2 separate regions of the Callithrix jacchus genome follow, and region 1 is linked to region 2. Evidence: chromatin contacts called from public Hi-C data. All regions are on one chromosome and are shown on one strand. The core of a region is the stretch at or near the end of the contact, and the rest is flanking DNA. Distances in the headings are between cores, read along the strand shown. Region 1 holds the start of LAMC1 (laminin subunit gamma 1). Region 2 has its middle 23 kb from the start of SHCBP1L.

Evidence for each region. Hi-C and Micro-C count contacts between places; a contact is called where the count stands out from the background.
Region 1: a Hi-C map of skeletal muscle shows a contact between it and region 2, with 2.9 times the contacts expected there. The contact joins the promoter of LAMC1 here to the enhancer-like site in region 2. A contact is called at or near these places in 2 of 3 Hi-C or Micro-C datasets (both in skeletal muscle).

What each region holds. Positions count from the first base shown.
Region 1 is chr18:41,194,989-41,200,105 of calJac240_pri, reverse strand. LAMC1 (laminin subunit gamma 1) reads right to left here and starts at 1,464. Exons shown (of 28, transcript XM_002760283.6): 1 at 575-1,464. The coding sequence starts at 989.
Region 2 is chr18:41,150,890-41,156,735 of calJac240_pri, reverse strand. No RefSeq gene overlaps it. Among named protein-coding and RNA genes, the nearest start is that of SHCBP1L, 23 kb to the right of the region's middle. Within about 2 kb of position 2,780, at least 1 of the 16 cell types and tissues checked has an H3K27ac peak or open chromatin away from gene starts, as enhancers often do. A contact at or near this core is called in skeletal muscle, where this site is marked.

The sequences.
Region 1 (5,117 bases), core at 215-2,714, 45 kb before region 2:
AATTAAGTCTGAACAGCTCTAAAGAACGATAACTTCAAAAGTGAATTTATATTTTAATTATACACAGGCAATATAGGCAGCGAAGGCATTTGCTCCCCTCAATTTCCCTTAACTCAACAGACCAATCACCCTCAGCCCTGGAGAGATATCTAAACATTTTAAAGGCGGACCTTCTGGTTTCTGATCCAAGAATGCGTTGTGATGGCCTTGGTAGCAAAGAGAAAAGCTACGATGAGAGTTTCCGATTAACGCTCAGGAAAAAAAAGGGGGGGTGTGGGGGAGACCACAATCCTAACAGCCGAAATGCAATATAATCAGAGCCAGAATCCCGTTAAGTCAGAAAGAACAGGAAAACAGAGAGACATCTTGTGCGGAACATCCCGGCCCTCACGGGACGTTAAAAGCGAGATCTATTTAAGAAGTTGGAGAAAGGAGTTTCTGTGTGGCCCATGCCGGGGAACAGAGAGGCAACACGCGGCTGTCTGGGCCCGGGAGGCCGGCCCCGGAGATGAAGCCGGTCCGGGAGCTGGGCTGCTGGCGAGCAGTAACAGGGGTCGGGGCTGTCACCGCTTACCCAGGTGCAGTGTGAGGTTGATGGAGCTGGGGTACTGCACCCCGGCCAGCATGGTCTGGCTTTGCCACCAGGTGGTGTCGGCCTGGTTGTTGTAGTCGGTCAGGAAGGCTGCCCCGTGCTGCAGGTGGGGCTGCCCGGCGTCGCACAGGTGACAGGACTTGGTGACCCCGGTCACCCCGGTCTGCACACAGTACTCCTCGGGCGGAGTCCCACACGTGTTGGTGGCCACCACGGTCACGTTGAAGGCGGCGTTGACGAACTCCGGCATGCAGCGCTGCGGCCGCCCGCCCTCGTCCGTGCACTCGTCCATGGCTGCCCGGGCACAGCCCGCCGCGGCGGCAGCCAGCACAGCCAACACCGGCCAGAGCCCCCCCCGGGGCCGCAGGGTCCTCGCGGCCCGCTGGCTACCCCTCATCCCGCCGCCCGCACGCTGGGCCAGAGCGAAGGCAAGAGCACGGGCACGTTCCTCTCGCCTAGCGGTGTCCCCCGGAGGCCGCTCCGCTGCTTGAGCCGGGGGGCCCAGGAGCCTGACTCCGGGGCGGGCGGTGGCGGCTGCTCGCGCCGGAGAGACTGACGGGTGGGCGCCCCTAGCGAGGACCGCGCTGCTCGCCGACCACTGCCCCTGCGCGCCGCCTCCGCGCCTCCCTCACCACCCTGGGAGCAACCAGCACTCCGCGCCGACCCCCGACTTCCGAGCGCGTGCCCGAGCGCGCGCCCCCGGGGAGGAAGGAGCAGGGGGTGGGGTCGGCAGGGTGGGGTGGGGTGGGGTCTGGTTGAGGAGAAAGCCCAACCCAGTCTCCTCTCAGCAGCTCCGGCGGACCCCGCGGCAGCTACCCGGCCCTCCGCACCCCATGTACTGCGTGTCAGCCCGGGCGCCTCCAGGCGGCGGCGGGAGCGGGGGCGGCTGCGTCTCGCGCTCGGGCCCGCGGCGCGCGACCGGGGAGGAGGGGCGCGTGGGGTGGGCGGGGAGCCGGGGAGAGGTGGGGAGGGAAGGGAAGGGGAGGGGAGGACGGCGGGGTGGTGCATGCCGGGAGGGAAGGGCGGCCTCGCAGACCCGGCTCCCCGCGCGGGAGTCGCCGGGGTCCCCGGGCTCCGCGGCCTAGGGAGACTCCGGGTTGGGGGAGGGCACCTTAGAGGGGCGATGCGGGTCAGGAGGTCCCTCGGGGTCGGACACGGGGCCCGGTTCCCAGGTGGACTGCGGCAGGGGGGTCCCCGCCCAGCCAGGTGTGGGTCCCACCCGGGATGCCGGGGTCCCTGCTCCACCCCTCCAGAGCAGAGGTCCCGGGGCGTCCAGGGGGCCGACATAGGCCTTGGAGAATCAGAAGAGCCTGGTCGCAGCAGCCAGATGAGTTTCGTGAAGCGATTTCCTGCCGCTAAATTAAAGCGTAGCCAGTCGTTTTACCCGGGCAAGGAAGGAAGTGAAAAGGCTGGGAATGGAATGACATTTTTCCCTTGGGTACGCACGACCCACTGCGAAATTCTTCCACTGTGTTGTTTGTGTTCCTCGGCTTGCCTTTAAAAGACTCGAAATTATCTGGATTCTGACATCCTCCTTTTCGGGCCTGCTGAGTCACGGAATATTCTGAGTGCCAGAATGACTCAGTTCACAGAACCTGAGCCAGAAGATCATGAGTTTTAGTCGCGGATCAGAACCTGGGCGCTTACCCACGCAAACAGACCAGGACAGGGAGGCAGCAGTTTGAAACCCTGGCGTCCTCAGGCAGAGAGGATGCACATAGTGGATGACACGGATTTGTTTTATTCTAGCTTTTCAAGAACTTGATAATAAGGTGCGGATAAGTACACGGCAAAAACAAACACATGCCTGGTTTCGGACCCTGTTGTCCCGTTAAGATAGGGGTAATGTGAATCTGAAAACAAATAAGTATATGTTAAGTGACTCTGGATAGAGTAGGTGTTAGACGCAGACTGCTAATTAGGAAGACCTTAAGGATAATGTTCTGGTTGGATGAAGAAAGGAGGGGAATCCAGGGACTTGTTACACGGCTGAGCTTACTTAGCAATTATGTTCATCACTGTTCCGTTTATTTGATGAGATGGGTGGAGATTATGCATGGTTAAAGTGCCTCACTCTTGGCACCTTTGGGAGAATAAAGTTGTGGGGACTATAATAATTTTCAGTCCTTTCATATTTGAGTTGAAGCAAAATAAATACATACATTTATGCCTGGAAGGGATTATATGCTCTCTCAGCCCTTCATTGTGCTGGAGAATGAATGAGAGCATATAGGACAAAAATAAGGATGTTAGTTGTAAATAAAGCTACAGATTTGTAATAAACGTATTTATTTATATTTTAATATATGTATTAATGAATTTGCATTATTACACAATTTTAGTACTTTGTTATATAGTGGCCAAAGCGTGGGTCTCTGTTTCCAACAATCAAAATAGATAAAGAGACCTCCCCGGAAAGATTGTGAAGTCAACCAAATGGGTTTTTGTCATTCCTGCCTTTTGAGTCCTAATGTGCAAGATTAACTTCAAGATGTTACTTATGCAAATTTTCCGTAAATTGATTACTAGAGCCCATCTGATATTTGTAAAGCACTTAGAGACCTTGAATTAATCTCTCAATTCTCTTGCCTATGGAAATATGTTACAGTGACAAACATTTATTTTGAAAAGAGGTAAAGTGTAACCAGCCAGTGGGCTTGATGATAAAAATTATATTTCGTTATTTGGATCTTGATTCAAACAAACCAAGGGTTAAAACAAAATTTTTAAGACAATTCGAGAAATTTGAACACTAGATGTTTGATGATATCAACAAATTATTTTAGCCTCCTGGAGATGCCACAGCCTACTAAATAGACTTGGTATTTAAAGAAAACAAAGTTTCCTGGCGCCCTGGCCAAGATTTTCTTTTACTGCAGGTTGTCCTGTTCTTCAAAAAACTCCAGAGCCTTTCGAATGCCTGTTAAGTGCTTAGAAATTGCATTATCAGCCAGGTGCAGTGGCTCACACCTGTAATTCCAGCACTTTGGGAGGCCGAGGCGGGCAGATTGCTTGAGGCCAGGGTTTGAGACCAGCCTGACCAACATGGCAAAACCCTGTCTCTACTAAAATTACAAAAATTTGCCGGGCCGGCAGAGGTCGTTGGCTTATGCCTATTATTCCAGCACTTTGGGAGGCCGAGACGGGCGGGTTGCTTGAGGTCAGGAGTAGGAGACCATGGTGAAACCACGACTCTACTAAAAAATACAAAAATTAGCCGGGCGTTGTGGCGAGCGCCTGTAATCCCAGCTACTCGGAAGGCTGAGGCAGGAGAATCGCTTGAAGCCAGAAGGTGGAGGTTGCAGTGAGTCGAGATCATGCCACTGCACTCCAGCCTGGGAGAAAGAGCGAGAATGTGTCTCGAAGGAAAAAAAGCCGGGTGTTGTGGCGCATGCCTGCAATCCCAGCTACTCAGGAGGCTGACGCGCAATTGCCTGAACCCAGGAGGCGAATATTATAGTGAGCCGAGATTGCACCACTGCACTCCTGCCTGGGCGACAGAGTGAGACTTTGCCTCAAAAAAAGAAAAGAGAAAAGAAACAAATTCCATTATCTACCAGACATGGTCCTTAGAAGAAAAATGTGAAGATACGGGGAAGATCTTATTCGGGTCCCTCAAAAGATGATCTCAGTGCCCAATCTTCAGTGCCTCTATGCAGCAACAAAGGCAGGATGAGGAAATGTAGTTGTTTATTGTACAGGCAACAGAGCTCCAATTAAAAAAAAATATCCCATTTAGATCTCCAGAGAACAAAGATTTCTCCCTTCACATCTATGTAAATAATTTCAAGGAAGGATGCTGATTGGCCCGGCTTTGGTCACCTGGCATACCCCCAAAGCTAGGTAAATAGAATACCGTGTGTGGGGTTTGACAACCCACCAGAAAACTATGAAATGTGGGAAAAGCAATTGAAAGGAAAGCTTGCTGTTGCCAGAAGAGGGCAAGTTACAAGGCAGAAAAAAAAAAAAAACCACGGATGTCTACCACAGCAGGATGTAGAATGTGCGATATAATTAGAAAAATAATTTAAAAGTTTGTATTGACCTTTCCATTGCAACCTTGTCATTTTTTATCTTTTTATAATTACCGATGTGTTTTATTTTTCCAGTCCTTATTCTTTCGGACCTCATTTCCTTGTATTCTTCCCAAGCCTAAGCACTGCTATACTATATGCTTTATCTTTTTATATTTAGAAATGCAACCTAAACATGATAATTATTAATAATGATTGACAATGTCAGCCTATATTTACATTCTGTTACACTTTTCAAAATCACACTGAAGTGGCCAGGCCCTGTGGCTCACACCTGTAATCCCAGCACTATGGGAGGCCAAGGCGGGCGGATCACTTGAGGTCCAGAGTTCGAGACCAAACTGACCAACGTGGAGAAACCCCATCTCTACTAAAAATACAAAAATTGGCCAGGCATGGTGGCACATACCTGTAATCCCAGCTATTCAGGAGGCTGAGACAGGAGAATCGCTTAAACCCGGGAGGCAGAGGTTGCAGTGAGCCAAGATCTT
Region 2 (5,846 bases), core at 1,531-4,030:
AATTCTATTGACCCTCAGCTTTCTTCTCTGAACTCTATTTGTGTAATTAACTGCTCAGATGACTAGAGTCAATTAAACTTAACATGTTTAAAATGGAATTTTAACATACATCCAGTGCTTACTCCAGTCTCCTATTAAATAGCATTATTATGCTCTCAGCTACTAAAGCCTGTAGCCTGGGACTAACTCCGGGTGCCTTCCTTTCCTTCACCACTACCCAGTCACTTCTTCATTAGGTCCTGTTGGCTTTACCTCTAAAACATATCCTGAATCTGAATGTCTCTCCACTTTGATTGCCACCAACATAGATGTAGCTCAAGCTATTATCTTTCATCTGAGCTTTGACAAGAATACCATAACAGATCCTTCCACTTTTATTTTTGTTAGCCTTCAATCCAATCTTTCTGTAGTGACTAAAATGAAGTTTCCATTTATCGATCAAACTCTCCCTTCCTTAAAGATTTCTGGCCAGGCACAGTGGTTCACACCTGTAATCCTAGCACTTTGGGAGGCCAAGGTGGGTGGATCACCTGAGGTCAGGAGTTCGAGACCAGCCTGGCCAACATGGTGAAACCCAGTCTCTACTAAAAATGCAAAAATTATCCAGGCATGGTGGTGGGTGCCTGTAATCCCAGCTACCAGGAAGGCTGAGGCAGAAGAATTGCTTGAGCCTGGAGCGGCAGAGGTTACAGCGAGCCAAGATCATGCCATTTCACTTCAGCCTCAGCAAAAGAGTGAGACTCCTTCTCAAAAAAAAAAAAAAAAACAAGTTCCAATAGTTTCCCAGACTCTTATCTATGCTTTTGCAAAAGTCCATAAGTTGGTGAAAAAATTAATTTAGTGGATATTGATTAGTATTTTTAAATGAATAGAAAATATCATAGGCATTACACATCGTAAAGGTAAGATTTCTATGTAAACATTTTGTTTTACTTGAGTACTGGGTAGACATAAAATATATTTCCTACTATTAGCCACGGTCAAACCTGTTTGAGAAAAGCTGCTCTACGTTATCTGTCCCCATCTGCCTTTCTAACGTCACTTCGTGCCACCTGTCCCAGGGTCTGAAGCTGTGGCCGTGTAGGGCTACTGTCAGTCCTTCCATAACATTGCAAGCCCTTTGCCTTGCAAGGCATTTGTGCTTGCACTGCCTCTGCCTGGATTCCTCCTCCTGCCAGGTTCCCATGGATGGCTTCTTTTCATCTTCAAGGTCTCAATGAAAACTTCCCAACCCAGAGAGAACTTCTCTGACCATCCTATTTATTTAGTTCCCCTCTGTTATTTTCTGTCTCAGTAACTTTTCTATTTCCTTCGAAACACTAATCACATTTGTAAAAATATATTTGAAAAAGATGTTTTAGTCTGCGTCCTTCATTAGAACATAAACTCCATGGGAGTGGAAGCCTTGCCAGTCTTTTTGCTGCGTTTACCCCAGCATCTTGAAAACTCAATTCTATTTGGGTTACTTAAAAACTTGACACTTGTAAGTAAGATCCACTATCACGTTCTGAGAGGTGCCAGAGTCAACAACTGATTATTGTTTGTGAAATATTCATCGGCCTTGGCAGGAGATGTGTTTTGTGGTAATAGAGGTGAATTTCCTTAATAAATTCCCATCTGGTTCAATTTATCTTGTTACGTTGCTTCCTTAATTGGAGGATGTTTGATGGTAGCTTCTGAAATGATATTACTGCCTTGTTTAAAATTCCATCTAAGTTTTTAGCCTGGCCACACAGCATTGATCAAAAGTTCAGTCTTCAGGAAATGAAGCAATCCTTTTTCTTGGCTTGGAGTCCACCTGAACAGCCACTAAGGGTCTCTTTGTTCGGTTGGGTACGTCCAGCTTTATGAATGAATAGCCCCTTCACTAAGAAACAATAGCAGAGATCCGGGCCACTAACTAGTTGAGAAATGTTAATCTCCTTGAAGGTAATTATTTCCAGAAGTGTAGCAACTATTAGAATGTTTAGGTTCCTACTGTTTGATAGAAATTTAACAAACAAATTTAAAATGTTTTATAAACCATTTAAAGGTTTTATTTTCTGCTGCAAACTCCTTACTGTCAAAAAATCATGGTTTCATACTGAAATTCTGAGGTTATAAACATTTTAATGAAATTATTATGAACTTACAATTTAGAATCTAAGAGCCTGATTTTATTCATAAGTTTAATTCAGTTTCAACCCTTAAATCAAGCGTGGGGGACTGATTCATTGATCAAATGTGTAGTTTATTGTTAATGCCTTTACCTCACCAACTGAAGTAATGCATAAAACTTACAAGGAGAGACTGCTGTGACCTTCAGATGTTTACTGCAAGAAGTTAAACATTAGACTTTGAGCAGGGGTTGATCAACAGTCTATTTCTAACAGCGTACTGACAAATGCAACCTTATTCCATGTCTTCCTAAAAACCACCAGCTAGTTACTGTAATTGTAAGCTATCCTGTAACTTCATGGCAAAAAAATAAAAAATAAAAAAATAAGCACGCCTTGTCCCAATGTTCTTAGAAACCACAGAGTCCTTAAAAACCAAAAATAAACTTTAGAATGAGAAAAATAACTTTTAAACTTTTATCTTTTTTCCAAAAGTACAGTTTCAAGTTAAGTAAAGTGAGAGTCCTCCTAACACCTTCTTGTGAACTGAAACATTTCTTACCAAGTAAGAGTGCTCTCGGAATGAACCATGACGAATTTAGCCCATATCTGAAAAATACCACAGCCATTCTGCATTGTTTGATCTTATTTACTTTCTTGTTAGAAGGAACTTCCTAGGAGCATTGAGCCGCCCTATCTGTCTTAGGCTCTGCACCTTGGTTTATAGGCTACAGCTGTGTATGGGAGGACTTAGGTTGAGTTCTGAATGCTAAAAAGGTAAGTGATAGGTTTATCTAAAATAAGCCATTTGAAAATACTATTCATATTTTATAGTGTCTTAAATTCATCCCAGCCCATTTTAAGGCAAAATTTCTAAGAAGATGGATTTAATGTTTAAAACCCCTAAGACCTCAGATTAAAAAAAAAAGAACAAAAACTCCCAGCAGCTTCTCATTTTTAATTTAATCTTGCTATCATTTAGCCAAACTCTTATATGGGATGGACTCTTCATTCCTCTGCTGTAACTATCAATTTTCAATTAAAGATGTGAACTACTTTGGGTTCCTCAGTTCATCTTCAGTTTCTCTGGTGATAAGCAAAGTACATTTGTTGAGCTAACCTGGCTGTCACAGGACAGCCTTCACTCTCTCATGAGCTATGCAGTGTCTCATATTATATCACAGTGACATTAGGCAGAAGTAGCCTCCAAGAATAGATTTCCTGACAGGTAATATTTCAGTTTGACATTTCCACTTGCATTATCTAATTACAAAATTTAATTTTTAAAATTACATAAGCAAATCAAATGTAAGGGAAAGAAAGAAAAATGTTTCTGTGAGAACTAAGTTGAATGCCTTGGAACCACTTGATTAATTAAATCACTTAAACTTGTTTAGTTTTCAAATTAGATGTGAGTGACACAATATTAAAAATAACTGATATAAAAAAGTCTGAAAACAAATGCCTCAAGCATAGTGGGGTAACCACCTCCTGGCTACAACAGTTAATGCTATAGGCATCAGGTAGCTCAGATAGGTGGAGGTTGTTAAGAAAGCATACTTTAGTGTTGACTTCAGCCGTTTTTATAATATTCTTATGTAAAAGTAGATCATGGGCCGGATGCAGTGGCTCATGCCTGTAATCCCAGCACTTTGGGAGGCCCAGGCAGGTGAATCACTTGAGCTCAGGAGTTCAAGACCAGCCAGGCCAACATAGTGAAACCCTGTCTCTACTACAAATACAAAAATTAGCCAGATGTGGTAGCATACATCTGTAGTTCCAGCTACTCAGGAGGCTGAGGCACAAGAATCGCTTGAGCCTGGGAGGTGGAGGTTGAAGTGAGTCAAGATTGTACCATTGCACTCCAGTGTGGGCGACAGAGCAAGACTCCATCCCAAAAAAAACATATAAAGAATACATGGGTATGATAAAGTGTGCCAAAGAAATGCAGTTGAACAAACAAAAAAAGAAGGGTTAATAAATAACTTAACAATAATAATAAAAGCGGCAACAGAGCATCCCAAAGAAAATGCCCTTTCATTTACGATTGTAAACAACTCAGTCTGCATTTTTAGTTACAAGCAACAGAAACTGACTCTGGTTATTTAAGCAGTTTTTAAAGATAAGTTTATTTAAAAGATATTGGGTTAAAAAGCGTGAATTTTAGGGTATGTAAATCTCTTCTCTTTAATAAAGCTGTTAAAGAAGAAAAGGATACTGGGTAGCTAACAGAAGAGTGGAGGACTGGCTTGAGGCTATGTTCCCTGGAATAACACGGAAGGCCATGATACAGAACTGGCTGAAGAGGAACTTGCTGCTGCTGGCTCTGTCCTCCCCACTACTGGGGGGCACACCGTTGGCCTTGCTGCCTAGGACTGACTTTACAGAGCTTCATACTGCTGCCTAGCACCAAAGCTATTTCCTGGGTGAGAATCTTTCTGAAATAAAATCTCACTTGCTTATGCTCTAGCTACAAAGGACTCCAGGGAACTGAGTTTCTAGGCTTGTATCTTGGGAAAGAAGAATTCCTAAGAACAGAGATGTCCTAAAAATAGCAAGAGTGATCAAAAGATGCTGGACAGCCTAAAAACATACGAAATAGCTATATCAACAGCTTACAATTTGCAGTGGACTTATCTATGATCAGTCAAGTTATCCTAATCCAGGACTTATGATATCAGAGCTCTAGAATTTCACAACCAGTGTGTGGCACATCAAATCTCTGATTTCTCCAAAAGAATACAGTAAGATCTATGGTGACTGTATATACAGTCAGCCCTCTGTGTCCGCAAAGGATTCGATAGCGTATGGAGTACGTCAGGAATATACTACGCAATTTTATGTAAGGGGCTTGGGCATCCACAGTTTTTTGGTATCTGCAGGGGTCCTAGAACAAATCCCTCCACAGATATGGAAGGCCTACTGTGTTTCTTCTAGCGGTCAAGGGAATGATCTCTGGAAGCAGATCTTCTGGATTCAAATCCCAGTTTTGGTCCTTATTTGCAGTGTTACCTTGGGCATATTTACGTAATCTGTTTCTTGAACTGTAAACTGGGAATAAGAACTGTAAACTGTAAACTGGTAACCCACATTGCATGTTTTAAATGAGTCAATGTATGCAGAGCTTTTGAAACAGTGCTTGACTGAATCAGAGTGAGCTATTATCATGGGTAATGAGTAAGTACTACAAGCAAACCAGAACGTAGGAAACCCATGAGCTATAAAATATGTGCAAAGCGCATAGATGGAGGCTCAGAGGTGAATGAGGTGTGACCCTTGCACTCGAGGCACTGGAAAGAAAATGTGGAAGATAAACACATAAATTGTGATATAAGATGGATGGCAATAAGTGCACAATATTGGTACACACAAATTTTTATGTAACTATTAAAAATGAATTTAATAGTTACATTAAATATTATGCAATTATATTAAATATTATGTAACTATTAAGGTGAGATTCTTTTCTGCAACACCTTGTGAAACACTTTGAAGTCTGTCAGGTTTTAACTATGCCTTAAATAAAGAGTGAAAATTTGATGGGCAGATATTGCAGGGAGGAAGGGAAAGAGGGCAATCCAAACAGGAATAGAGCACTTTAATAAAAAAGCTCAGAGGTAAGAAATTATATGAAAGCAGTCACATATGTTCTTATGAGATAAAGAAAGGTTAGTAGGACACAAGGCTAGAAAAGGAACATGGACCAAATTGTGGGGTGCTTTAAATGCTAGTTGGGGGAGAGGCACTGAT